2 separate regions of the Pan troglodytes genome follow, and region 2 is linked to region 1. A link is a contact called in public HiChIP or PLAC-seq data. All regions are on one chromosome and are shown on one strand. Each heading gives the region's core, a stretch centred on a gene start, on an enhancer-like site or on the middle of the called end of the contact. The rest is flanking DNA. Distances are from core to core; before and after follow the strand shown.

Region 1 (6,414 bases), core at 2,039-4,538:
TTGGCTCACTGCAACCTCCGCTCCCATGTTCAAGCGATTCTCCTGCCTCAGCCTCCTGAGTAGCTGGGACTATAGGCGCGCACCACCATGCCCGACTAATTTTTTGTATGTTTTAAGTAGAGATGGGGTTTCATCATGTTGGCCAGGGTGGTCTCGAACTCTTGACTTAAAGTAATCCACCCGTCTCGGCCTCCCAAAGTGCTGGGATTACAGGCGTGAGTCACCGCGCCCGGCCTCTTTTTTTTTTTTGAGATGGAGTTTTGTTTCAGGCTGGAGTGCAATCTCACTGCAACCTCCACTTCCTGGGTTCAAGCGATTCTCCTCCCTCAGCCTCCCGAGTAGCTGGGATTACAGGCGCCCACAACCATGCCCAGCTAATTTTTGTAATTTTAGTAGAGATGGGGTTTCACCATGTTGGCCAAGGTGGTCTCGAACCCCTGACCTCAGTGATCTGCCCTCCTTGGCCTCCCAAAGTGCTGGGATTACAGGCATGAGCCACTGTGCCCAGCCAGCACATGCCTTTTTAATTGCGTTCTTGAGTTTTGGGTTTGCAATAACTATTCAATTATTTTCTTCACCTCAAACCTACTTAATGATATAATGTCTTTAAAATAAAAGCCTAACTTATGTTGTTGTTCTTCTTCTTCTTCTTCTTCTTCTTTTTTTTTTTTTTTTTTTTTGATACAGAGTTTTGTTCTTGTTGCCCAGGCTGGAGTGCAATGGCCGATCTCAGCTCACTGCAACCTCCACCTCCCGGGTTCAAGTGATTCTCCTGCCTCAGCCTCCTGAATAGCTGGGATTACAGGCATGTGCTACCACGCCCGGCTAATTTTGTATTTTTATTAGAGATGAGGTTTCTCCACATTGGTCAGGCTGGTCTCAAACTCTTGACCTCAGGTGATCCGACACCTTGGCCTCCCAAAGTGCTGGGATTACAGGCGTGAGCCACCATGCCCAGCCATGTTCTTCATTTTTAAATTGAGCTAAGTCTTACACACACTGAAGTGTTTTTATGTGTTTTACACACCTCCATAACTACCACCCAGATCAAGATAATGTAGAGAACATATCCAGTATCTTTTTTTTTCTTTGAGACGGAGTCTTACTCTGTTGCCCAGCTTGGAGTGCAATGGTGCAACCTCCGGCTCACTACAACCGCCACCTCCTGGATTCAAGCGATTCTCCTGTCTCAGCCTCCCGAGTAGCTGGGATTACAGGTGCCTGCCAGCATGCCCAGCTAGTTTTTGTATTTCTAGTAGAGACAGGGTTTCCCCATGTTGGCCAGGCTGGTTTCAAACTCCTGCCCACCTCCGCCTCCCAAAGTGCTGGGATTACAGGCATGAGCCACTGTGCCTGGCCATATCCAGCATCTTAGCAGAGTCCTTTGTTCTCTTTCCCAGTTAGTTCTCCTCAAGGATAACCACTCCCCACACCCAGCTTTTTTTTTTTTTTTTTTTTTGAGACAAGGTCTCACTCTGTCACCCAGAGTAGAATATGGTGGTGTAATCACAGCTCACTGCAGCTTCCACCTCCTGGTCTCAAACTCCTGGGCTCAAGCGATCTGAGCACCTCGGCCTCCCAATAGTGTTGGGATTAGGCATGAGCCACTGCGCCCGGCCTACGTGCCGTTTTAAAATGATGTTCAAGAATAAGCAAAACCAACCTATGGTGGTAAAAGAACAGTGATCGCCTCTGTTTTCTTTTGCCTGAGGGAAACTCTGGTGTGCTGAAAATGTTCTGTATCTGAAGTGGTGGTGGTCACATAAGCTGTACATCTAAGATATTTGCACGTTGCTGTGTGTAAACCATAATTCCAACAACAACAACGACAAAATGGCAAGGTGGGGCTCGGTGGCTCACACCTGTAATCCCAACACTTGGGGAGAACTAGGCGGGAGGATCGCTTGAGGCCAGGAGTTAGAGACCAGCCTGGGCAACATAGGGAAACCCGGTATCTACAAAACAACAATAGCAACAATTAGCTGGGGGGGGGGGGGGGGGGCGGGGCGCCGCCTGTTGTTCCAGCTACTCCAGAGGCCCAGGCTGCAGGATCGCTTGAGGCCAGGAGTTCTTGGCTACACTGAGCCGAGATCCCGCTACTGCACTCCAGTCTGTCAGATCCTGTATGGAAAAAAAAAAAAAAAAAAAAGACAAAATAGTTAAACTATGCCTTTAATTCAATAAACTATTAAACTAACAATACCATGAAGAAAATCAGAATAAAGAAGAAAGATAGGCTGACGCAGGAGAATCGCTGGAACGGTGAGGCGGAGGTTGCAGTGAACCGAGATCGCGCCACTGCACTCCAGCCTGGCGACAGAGTGAGACTCCAAAAAAGAAAAAAAAAAAAAAAAAGAAAAAAAAAAAAAAGAAAGATAGGCTGGGCCCGGTGGCTCAGGCCTGTAATCCCAGCGCTTTGGGAAGCCGAGGCGGATGGATCACCTGAGGTCGGGAGTATTCGGCACCAGCCTGACCAACATGGTGAAACCCCGTCTCTACTAAAAATACAAAATTAGCCGGGTGTGGTGGCGAATGCCTGTAATCCCAGCTCCTCGGGAGGCTGAGGCAGGAGAATCGCTTGAACCTGGGAGGCGGAGGCTGCGGTGAGGCGAGATCGCGCCACTGCACTCCAGCCTGGGCAACAAGAGCGAAACTCGGTCTGAAAAAAGAAGAAGAAGGAGAAGGAGAAGAAGACTATCTGGGTTCCATAAACGATTCTCGTGCCTTTTGTCTTTAAACTTTGGTGCTGCCTTCATCAAAATCATACTAATGAAATTCGACGCACGGGTCATTCATTTAATTAAAATGAAACCCCAAATCTGTTGACTATTGGTATCCTCATGACACTGTTCTATAATGTGACAGAAAAGACGAAGGTGAAGAACTATGGTTTCGGCCGCTGTTACACAGGAGGTAGCAGGTGGCAGGCCGTTTACACAAATTAGCTCGTTTTTGGAGACGAAGTTACCCCAGGCTGCCCGCTCGGATGAGCCTGCGAATTCAGGCCCAACCCAGGCCCCTCCAGGTCGGGAAGGTACGAAGAGCCCGCTGGATTCACACAGGGCAGGGGCGCCTTCGCAGGTGCGAGTGGATTCTGGGTATCGCGAGCGTAGGCCCAGGCGCAGCCCCTCTGGGCCTGCGGGACGGAACAGGCAGGTGCGTCCCAGCGGCCGGGCGGGCCGGGTCTCCCTCCTGCGGGCAGGCGCCGCGCTGCGGGGCGCGGCTGGCGGAGCGGGGCAGCCGGGCGCAGCGCCCCCTGGGCCTGAAGACTGGCGGGCGGCGGGGGCGCGCGCAGGCCGGCGGGGGCGCGCCGCGCTGCGAGGCCTGCGCGCCAGGCTGCGGGAGCCATGCGGCGATCGAGGAGCTCTGCGGCCGCCAAGCTGCGCGGGCAGAAGCGGTCCGGGGCCTCCGCGGCCCCCGCGGCCTCCGCGGCCGCTGCCTTGGCACCCAGCGCCACCCGCACACGGCGCTCCGCTAGCCAGGCCGGGAGCAAGAGCCAGGCGGTGGAGAAGCCGCCGTCGGAGAAGCCGCGGCTGAGGCGCTCGTCGCCGCGGGCCCAGGAGGAGGGCCCGGGGGAGCCGCCGCCGCCGGAGCTGGCGTTGCTCCCGCCACCGCCGCCGCCGCCGCCGACTCCCGCGACCCCGACGTCCTCGGCGTCCAACCTGGACCTGGGCGAGCAGCGGGAGCGCTGGGAGACGTTCCAGAAGCGGCAGAAGCTTACCTCCGAGGGTGCCGCCAAGCTCCTGCTAGACACCTTGTGAGTACGGCGGGCCGGGGCGCGCGGGAGCCGGTGCCACGCGGACCCCCTCGGCAGGAGTCGGGCTCGCAGCCCGCGTGCAGGCCTTGGGCGCCTTTCAGCTCTGAGCCTTCCACGTTACGGAGCCGACGCGGCTCCCCCGTTAGCACTGGGGTTATTCCCTAATTCTAAGGGCGGCGGGGCGGGGCGGTGCTTCTAGGGCTGTGTGGCCTGGGAATGGAAAGGGGGCTTCTTCCGGAGCTTGAGGGCGCGCGCAGCCGTCTTGGGACACAAAGAGTCTTTCCCGGCCATAAGCATCGTGCTCGGGGACGTTGTCTCTTGCTGGCGCGCAAAGGGTGTGGGGGCCTTTCTTAGTGAAAAGAAGATAAATCCCACGGCTTTCTCTTACCCGAATCCCCCTTTTTTGTGTGTTTGCACACGTGTTTTTGAGGGTGGGTGGAAGGGAAAGGTAGAAGCGTTGAAGGAAGCATGAATAGTTTTGAACTAACTGGGAAGCAAAATCCCGTCGTTGTTCCAGGCACTGCCAGGGAGGGAGCAGGGGGCGGGGGTTATTGATCCGGGAGAGAAGCGCGCGCGAAGAGATGCTCCGGCCTCGCGCGGCGGCGGGGATGCCTGCGTAGGGAGGCTTTTATGTGCTCAGCCAGCTAATGCTCCCTGCCGCTCGCCCTCCTGGCTGCTCCGCAGTCTTTTAGATGGCCCGAGGAGCATCTCGAGTGTCCGCGATTTGGGAAAGAGCTTTTAACTGGGCTGTTAAAGGGCTGCCTTCTTTTCTCCAAATGCGATCTGGATTCCTGCCTCGGGGAACAGTTGTGCTACAGAGAGATATTTTAACGCCCTGATATTATATTTCAGTGTCAATTTTACGAATTAAAAAGAACAATCAAAACACTAGGGGGAAAAAACCGACAAGAATAACCTAGCAATTGCATAACCTGAGAATTACTTCTTTTCTTGAACATGTTCCTTTGAGCTTCTTGCGGAAGAAATTCTCTTAGGATGAGTCGTCCCCGACAGAAGATACATATTTGGTTTTCTGTGTGCTTCACTTTTTGGTTTTTCATCTTGGACTGCACACTGAATTTTTAAAAAACGTTCATCCATCAAACATTTGAGCACCTATAGGGTGACGGCTGCCTCTGGGCAGAAGGAATACGAAGATCCTTAGGAATGTAAAACTCATGGTGTCTTCAAGGCATACAGAAAAAAAGAAGAATGTAAAACTCAAATTTGAGATAAATTTTTATTTTAAGACAAACTGATAAATGGTCAAGAAAAAGATTTAAAATATTGACATAAAAAAGCTGTTTTTCTCCCACTAGATTGCCATGACTTTGTACTTATAAAGTCTACTAAATTATATTCAAACAGTGTGTATAACTGTACCATTTTCGTTAAAATATTGTGTAGAAAAAAGTTTGGGGGAATATATAACAAATAATTAACTATAGATCCCTCTGGGTGTAAAGATTACAGGAGGCTTTCACTTTGAGCACTCTCAAATAGTGTGAAGTTTGGAGTTTTTACAATAAGCATTATGTGTGCAGAAAAAATTAAAATACATAAACGTAAAGAAACATGAAAAAATGATCAGTCTTAATCATGCAAATTAAAACTGCAGTGAGCTATTTTTCCTATAATTATTGCCTGAGACTGTACAGTGAAATGTTTTCTCATTTATATATCGGGTAAGGGTGTTCAATCCTTTTGGAAAGCGATTTTAAGACATTTATCAGATCTTAATGTTCATTTCTGAGTTTGGCTTATATATAAGCTTTAAAGGGTTAAAATTGTATGTAGGCCGGGTGAGGTGGCTCATGCCTGTAATCCCAGCACTTTGGGAGGCCGAGGCGGGTGGATCACCTGAGGTGGGGAGTTTGAGACTGCCTGACCAACATGGAGAAACCTCGTCTCTACTAAAAATACAAAATTAGCTGGGTGTGGTGGTGGGCGCCTGTAATCCCAGCTACTCGGGAGGCTGAGGCAGGAGAATCATTTGAACCCTGGAGGTGGAGGTTCCGGTGGGCTGAAATCGCGTCACTGCACTCCAGCCTGGGCAACAAGAATGAAACTCCCTCTCAAAAAAAAAAAATTCTATGTAATGTGTATTACAACTATGTAAAACGCATGTGTGTGAAGAATACTGGAAAGAAATAGAGCAAAAATATAAGAGCCTTTATTAAGTTTCTCAAAAGGCTCTTCTGGACCTCTGGACTTGATTGAGTATCCAGTCTTATTTTTCATAGCAGCCTGTACCTCCTTTATCACAATCATAATTAATTATTATTTGAGTAACTTGTTAAGGTCGGTAAGGGTAGCAGTCGTGTCTGCTGTATCTTGTTTAGTATTCTCTCCTTCGTGCCTAGCTCATAAAAATATTTAGTATGTGAGGCCCAGAGCAGTGGCTCACGCCTGTAATCCCAGCACTTTGGGAGTCCCCGTGGGTGGATCACAAGGTCAGGAGTTCAAGACCAGCTTGGCCAAGATGGTGAAGCCCTATCTCTACTAAAAATACAAAATTAGCAGGGCGCGGTGGCAGGCGCCTGTAATCCCAGCTACTTGGGAGGCTAAGGCTGGAGAATTGCTTCAACCCAGGCGGAAGAGGTTGCAGTGAGCCAAGATCGTGCCACTGCACTCCAGCCTGGGCAATAGACTGAGAC
Region 2 (6,414 bases), core at 2,523-5,022, 140 kb after region 1:
AAATAAACAGGCCATGCTTGGTGGCTCATGCATGTAATCCCAGCACTTTGGGAGGCCGGGCCAGGCGGATCACCTGAGGTCAGGAGTTCGAGACCAGTTTGGCCACCATGGTGAAACCCTGTCTCTACTGAAAATACAAACATTAGCCTGGCGTGGCTGGGCGCGGTGGCTCAAGCCTGTAATCCCAGCACTTTGGGAGGCCAAGGTGGGCGGATCACCTGAGGTCGGGAGTTTGAGACCAGCCTGACCAACATGGAGAAAGCCCGTCTCTACTAAAAATACAAAATTGGCTGGGCATGGCGGTGAATGCCTGTAATCCCGCTACTCCAGAGGCTGAGGCAGGAAAATCGCTTGAACCTGGGAGGCAGATGTTGCAGTGAGCCAAGATCGAACCACTGCACTCTAGCCTGAGAGACAGGGTGAGACTCTGCCTCAAAATAAATAAATAAATAACAATTTAAAAAAACACAAATAAAGAATAAATAACATACAATAAAAAACAAAATGGATTCAGAGGAAATAATGAAAGACAATAAAAACATTGAGTGCCAAGTGCATGCTCTCTCTCTCTATATATATTTTTTGAGACGGAGTCTCCCTCTGTTGCCAGGCTGGAGTGCAGTGGCGCGATCTCGGCTCACTGTAACCTCCGCCTCCCGGGTTCAAGTGATTCTCCTGCCTCAGCCGCCCGAGTAGCTGGGACTACAGGCGTGGACCACCACAGCCAGCTAATTTTTGTATTTGTAGGAGAGACAGGGTTTCAACATGTTGGCCAAGATGGTCTTGATCTCTTGACCTCATGATCTGCCCGCCTCGGCCTCCCAAAGTGCTCGGATTACAGGCATGAGCCACCATGCCCGGCCTACATTTTTTATTTGAAAAAATTTTCAATTCTGGTCCCAAATTTTTATGAACCTATTGAAAATAAGGGTAAGTTTATTAAACAGCTGTACCTATAATGTTTTGCAAATAAAATCCAGGCTTCTTTTGAAGACCTTGTAACAAACTTGCTTATAATTTGACTCATACAGTTGTAATATAAAATACAAATACAACTAAAAGCTGGCCAGCTGGGTGTGGTGGCTCACGCCTGTAATCCCAGCACTTTGGGAGGCCGAGGTGGGTGGATCACTTGTCAGGAGTTCGAGACTAGCCTGGCTATCACAGCGAAACCTCAGCTCTACCAAAAATACAAAAATTAGCCCAACATGTGGTGCACACTGTAGTCCCAGCTACTCGAGAGGCTGAGGTAAGAGAATTGCTTAAACTCGGGAGGCGTAGGTTGCAGTGAACTGAGATTGCGCCCCTGCACTCCAGCCTGGGTGACAGAGTGAGACTCCATCTCAAAAAGAAAACTAAACAAAAAACCCCCACCAAACCTAGAAACTAAGAAAAAATGGTGGCATTACTTGTAACTATTTGCAATTAATATTCTTAACAGAGCATAAATTTTAGAAGAAAAGTGCTTGGGCTCCAATTCTTAATAAATATGTAAAATGGTTTACTTTTACTGGTAACAAAGGTTTTTGGGGGAGAAGATACTAAACAAATTAAGAAATTTATAAAAAATGGCCAGGTGCAGTGGCTTACGCCTGTAATCCCAGCACTTTGGGAGGCTGAGGCGGGCAGATCAAAAGTTCAGGAGATCAAGACCATCCTGGCTAACACAGTGAAACCCCGTCTCTACTAAAAACTAAAAACAAATAAAAAAAATTAGCTGGGCATGGTGGCGGGCGCCTGTAGTCCCAGAAAGAATGGCGTGAACCCAGGAGGCAGAACTTACAGTGAGCCGAGATTGCGCCACTGCACTCCAGCCTAGGCGATAGAGCAAGACTCCGTCTCAAAAAAAAAAAAAAATTTATAAAAAATGTCAGTCAATGCTACAGAAAGTAGTATATTAAGACAGATACTCTCATTAGTGCCAGTAAGAATGTAAATAGGTAGGCCAGGCATGGTGGCTCACACTTGTAATCCCAAGCACTTTGGGAGGCCAAGGCAGGTGGATCACTAGAGGTCAGGAGTTTGAGACCAGCCTGGCTAACATGGTGAAACCTCATCTCTACTAAAAATACAAAAATTAGCCAGGTGTGGTGGCATGCGCTTGTAAACCCAGCTACTTGGCAGGCTGACGCAGGAGAATCACTTGAACCCGGGTGGTGGAGGTTGCAGTGAGCCGAGATCACGCCACGGCACTCCAGCCTGGGCAACAGAGCGAGACTGTCTCAGAAAAAAAAAAAAAAAAAAAGAGTAAGTTGGCATTTTGTTTTTGGGAATGTGTTTTGCAATGCAAAGCCTTAAAACAGCCAATTTTAAAAATTAATACTCATGAAGTAATATACATAAAGATGTTCTCTGCTCTTTGCAATAAACTAGGAAAAAACCTTCTGAATGTACAAACAATAAGGGATGATTAAGGTTTATCCCGATGAAGCCATTTAACAGGCTATACATTTAGATCTAAATATAGGTAGATGTTTTAAGTTTCACGAGGACAATGCTCTTACCTAGCTTTCCACTTTTGTATCCCTAGGGCATAGAATAAGGCCTAGCACACAAATGTTTAATAAGTATTTGGTAAATAAATGAAAAAGTAATGTCGAGTAAAAACGATATAAAATTTTATAAAATGTGATTTCTGTGAAGAAGCTGTATAGAAAAAGAATTGGAAAGACACACAACCAAATGGGAAAAGAAGTCATGGGCAATTTTAAAAAATAGCTTTATTGAGGTATACTTTGACATGCCATAAAATTCACCCATTGTATGTGTACAATTCAATTACTTCATTTATACAACTGTTCAATTATCACCATATTCCAGCTTAATGGTCAATATTTGCTTTGTCATTTGATCTTTTCTCTATGGTAAGCAAAAATCTATTATTTGAAAGGTTCCTTCACTGAAAGCTGGGTGGAGTTGAACTCTAAAATTACCTTCAAAATTACTTTCTATCTGTTCATCTATGTCTAATTCTTCAATTTGACACATGCATGTTACTAGCACAAGCTGCATTTTAAAGGCAGCAGGAAAGTCTTTTACTATCATTAGAAGTTAACTTTAAGGATTGAGCAGGCACGATACAGCATAGATTGTTTCGTGTGCTATATAGTAAGGTCAATATTCTTGCTCCTTCTACAAATAAAAAAAAGTTCCACAGAATAACAAGTACAGGTGGAGTTCCCAACGGAAATGCAGGTACTGAATACAACCAACTGCAACTGTTTCTCTGCTCCTCAATCCTGCTAGCGTAGTACGCGAGCTGCCGACGTCCCCCAACCCACCAGGTAAGCCGGCCGCTCCTGTCCCTAGGCTGTGAGGGGTTCAGAGGTAAGACCTTCGGTGTATTCACTTAGCTCCCTACGGAAAACTCTTCGAGAAGAAGGCGACTGAGATCGGTTAGCACTTAAATCCCTTTCAAAGCCCCGGCTCCCATCGCCCCTCCTATGGCCTCCTACCTGCAGAGAAGCAAAGCAGGTACACCCAGTGCCTTAGGCGGGCCAAGCCTAGCACTGTGGGAGCAAAAAACATGGCTTCATCGTCAGGGTGCGCTATGACCAGCAGGGTCCGGCTTTCGGCTCCCAGCCGTCCTCCCTGCTCCAGACTCTTCATTCGTTCTGAGGAGTCCCAAACCCAGAGGAAGCCCCATGCCAAGACCGCCACCGCCACACACAGGAGCCACATTGCTTCCATGATGGGTAAGCAGCACTGAGCCTGCGCAGTAGGAAAGGCTGCCTCTGACCCTGACTCCGGCTGGAAAACTTCACCCGGGAATGTTGGGTTCCGCTGTTAAGTCCCTCCCGCCGACATGCTCCGGAAGCTTGAGGTTTTAACGTTAAGGGTTCTCTTGTGTTTTAACACAGAAGTCTCCATGCCGTCCAGTTTCCTACCCTAGTCCTACCACACTGTACAATCGGTTTAAAAGGAAGCGTCTTATATATAAGCTCCCACTTATAGGAAGAGTTCCTTCCTCTTCATTTGCGAATTCATTTCTTAAGACCCGGGCCTTTCTCGTAATTATAGGGTTAGACAGCCCGTTATCCGTATGACAGTTTTCCAAAATAGCCAGTTACACCAACTTTGTTATTCCTTCTCACTTTTGGATGGCTTTCTTTACTTTTTTTTTTTTTGAGAGGCTCTGTCGCCCGGGCTGGAGTGCAGTGGAGCGATCTCGGCTCACTGCAACCTCTGTCTCCCGGGTTCAAGCGACTCTTCTGTCTCGGCCTCCCGAGTAGCTGGGACTATAGGCGCGCGCCACCACGCCCAGCTAGTTTTTGTATTTTTAGTAGAGAGGGGGGTTTCACCATATTAACTAGGCTGGTCTCGAACTCCTGACCTCGTGATCCGCTCGCCTCGGCCTCCCAAAGTGCTGGGATTACAGGCCTGAGCCACCGCGCCCGGCCCTTTCGTGTTTTTTTTTTTTTTTTTTTTTTTGAAACAGGGTCTGGCTCCGTCGCCCAGGCTGGAGTGCAGTGGCGCGACCTAGACTCGCTGCTACCTCAGCCTCCCGCGTTCAAGCAATTCTCCCACTTCGGTCTCCCCAGTAGCTGGGATTACTGGCGCGCGCCACCACGCCCGCTTAATTTTTGTATTTTTAGTAGTGACGGGGTTTCTCCATGTTCGTCAGGCTGGTCTCGAACTCCTGACCTTAAGTGATGGGCCCGCCTCGGCCTCCCAAAGTGCTGGGATTACAAGCGTGACCCACTGCGTCCGGTCGGGCCTGGCTTTTCTAAAGGAACGTATGCGTGCGGTTACGAGGAACCGTCGTTTCCCCAGCAGGGTGAGGCTGAGCGTGCACTTAACAGTCGCGAGGGCCACAGGCTCCTCTTGCAAGTAACTTAAGGTTAAGGAGCAACATCGTGGACAAATCGGCCTCGCCCAGCATTTCAGTGAGGGCTTGGTGCGAATTCCAGCCAGAGCCCTAGAAAGTATCTTGGGCAGGTCGAAATGCACCCCTCCAGCTCCCAGCCACGAGGGGACCGGCTTCCCTCTACGCAGCTCCGGCCAGAGGCCGCCGCCGCCCCACCACGCCGCGGAGGGGTTTGCAGGGTCCCTTCCACGGCCTGAGTTTTTCCTTTTCCCACGCCTGAGGAAGGCCTCGGGCAAGCGGAACAGACGGGCAGGCGGGGGGCGCACAAGCCCAGGGCACGATGGCAGCAGCGCTGGATCCGGCTGGGCGCTGCCCGGCCCCGTATCCGTCCGAGAGGACCGCCGCTGCCAGGCCTAGAGGAGACGTGAAGAGACCGGGCGCAGCGCGACCCGGGAAGCTCCGCCGAGGTAGGAGAGGCGCCCGGCCAGCGGAGGGAGTTGGTCTTCCAACTCTCCGGAAGGAGGAGGAGCCGGCGCTGGAGCCGCCTTAGCCGCGGCTCCGCGGGCTGGGGGGAGGGAGAGGGGTTGAGTCAAGATGGCGGTCAAGGTGGCGAAGCAGCAGCCGCGGCGGCGGCGGCGGCGGCTGGAGTGAGCGTCCGACTCGCCGCGCCGAGCGAGGTCCCGGTGTAGGGCCGCGCGCCGTGGCCGCGTCCCACTCCTCAGGCCGGGGCGCACGTCGGCTCCCACGCTTAGCCAGCTCCCGGTGAGTAGGCCCTGGCGCCTGCAACCCCGGCCTCCGGGCTCCTGCTAGTCCGGGGGCTTCCGAGGGCTCCCGGGGCAGCAGCCGCTGGGACGGTTTCTCCGCCGGGCGGGGGGTGTCGCAGGCCTGGGCAGGTCGGGACCCGTCCTGGCCGCCTGGCCTCTTCCCCTCGGCAGCCCAGGAGAGAGCCGGGCGCGGCGGGGAGCTCGGGCTGGGCTAGCGGAGGCTTATGGAGTTTGGAGGAAGAATGGGCTGTGGCCGGGCCGGGGCTGGCCCCGAGGTGTCCTGTGCGGAGGGGCGTGCGGAGCCTACAGGGCCTGCGAGGGAGAGCGGGCAGCCGGTGCCCCGGGTGGGGCCGGCGCAGGTGGCGGGCCTGGGCTCACTGAGGCGGAGTTGGTGGCCGACTTGGAAGTGTAGAAGGGGCTGCGGAGGTTGACAGCCATGGACAAGTGCGTGCAGAGTAAATTAGTTCACCTTTCTAACAGACCGCTTCAGGGTGTAATGGCGAAGGCTGGGTACTGGTGGAGATGGCAAAGATCCGAACACTATACCTTCTGCCGTTTATTGTTGGTGTTTTCTTAAGCGAAGTCCGTGAGTGCACCCCTTTTTGGGGAGAGAGGAATTTGAGAAACTGTAGTTGTGAAATCAGCCTTTATGGAGAGGAGACTGAATTCTTCAAATTAACTGGATCAGGAATAGTCATGTATTAAAGGAATGGATGGGAATAAGTGATATGGACGAAAACTATTTGCTCAGGAAGTGTCAGTTTTCTTTATGTGATGTTGCATGCTGCGGTGCCTCTTCAACAGAGTTAACCTTGGATAGTAGTAGTATAGGTAATTCTAATC

Evidence for each region. HiChIP or PLAC-seq counts read pairs in DNA pulled down with a chosen protein or histone mark.
Region 2: a contact with region 1 is called in an H3K4me3 HiChIP or PLAC-seq map of stem cell-derived excitatory neurons, with 2.2 times the contacts expected there. The contact joins the promoter of PIGL here to the promoter of CENPV in region 1. A contact is called at or near these places in 1 of 7 Hi-C or Micro-C datasets (stem cell-derived neural progenitor cells) and 1 of 1 datasets of contacts at active chromatin or transcription factors (stem cell-derived excitatory neurons).

Annotation. Positions count from the first base shown.
Region 1 is chr19:53,645,688-53,652,101 of NHGRI_mPanTro3-v2.0_pri, forward strand. CENPV (centromere protein V) reads left to right here and starts at 3,289. Exons shown (of 5, transcript XM_511783.8): 1 at 3,289-3,757. The coding sequence starts at 3,348.
Region 2 is chr19:53,781,372-53,787,785 of NHGRI_mPanTro3-v2.0_pri, forward strand. PIGL (phosphatidylinositol glycan anchor biosynthesis class L) reads right to left here and starts at 3,773. Exons shown (of 8, transcript XR_010153004.1): 1 at 3,456-3,773. It overlaps NCOR1 (nuclear receptor corepressor 1), which reads left to right and starts at 4,743. Exons shown (of 47, transcript XM_054670432.2): 1 at 4,743-5,274.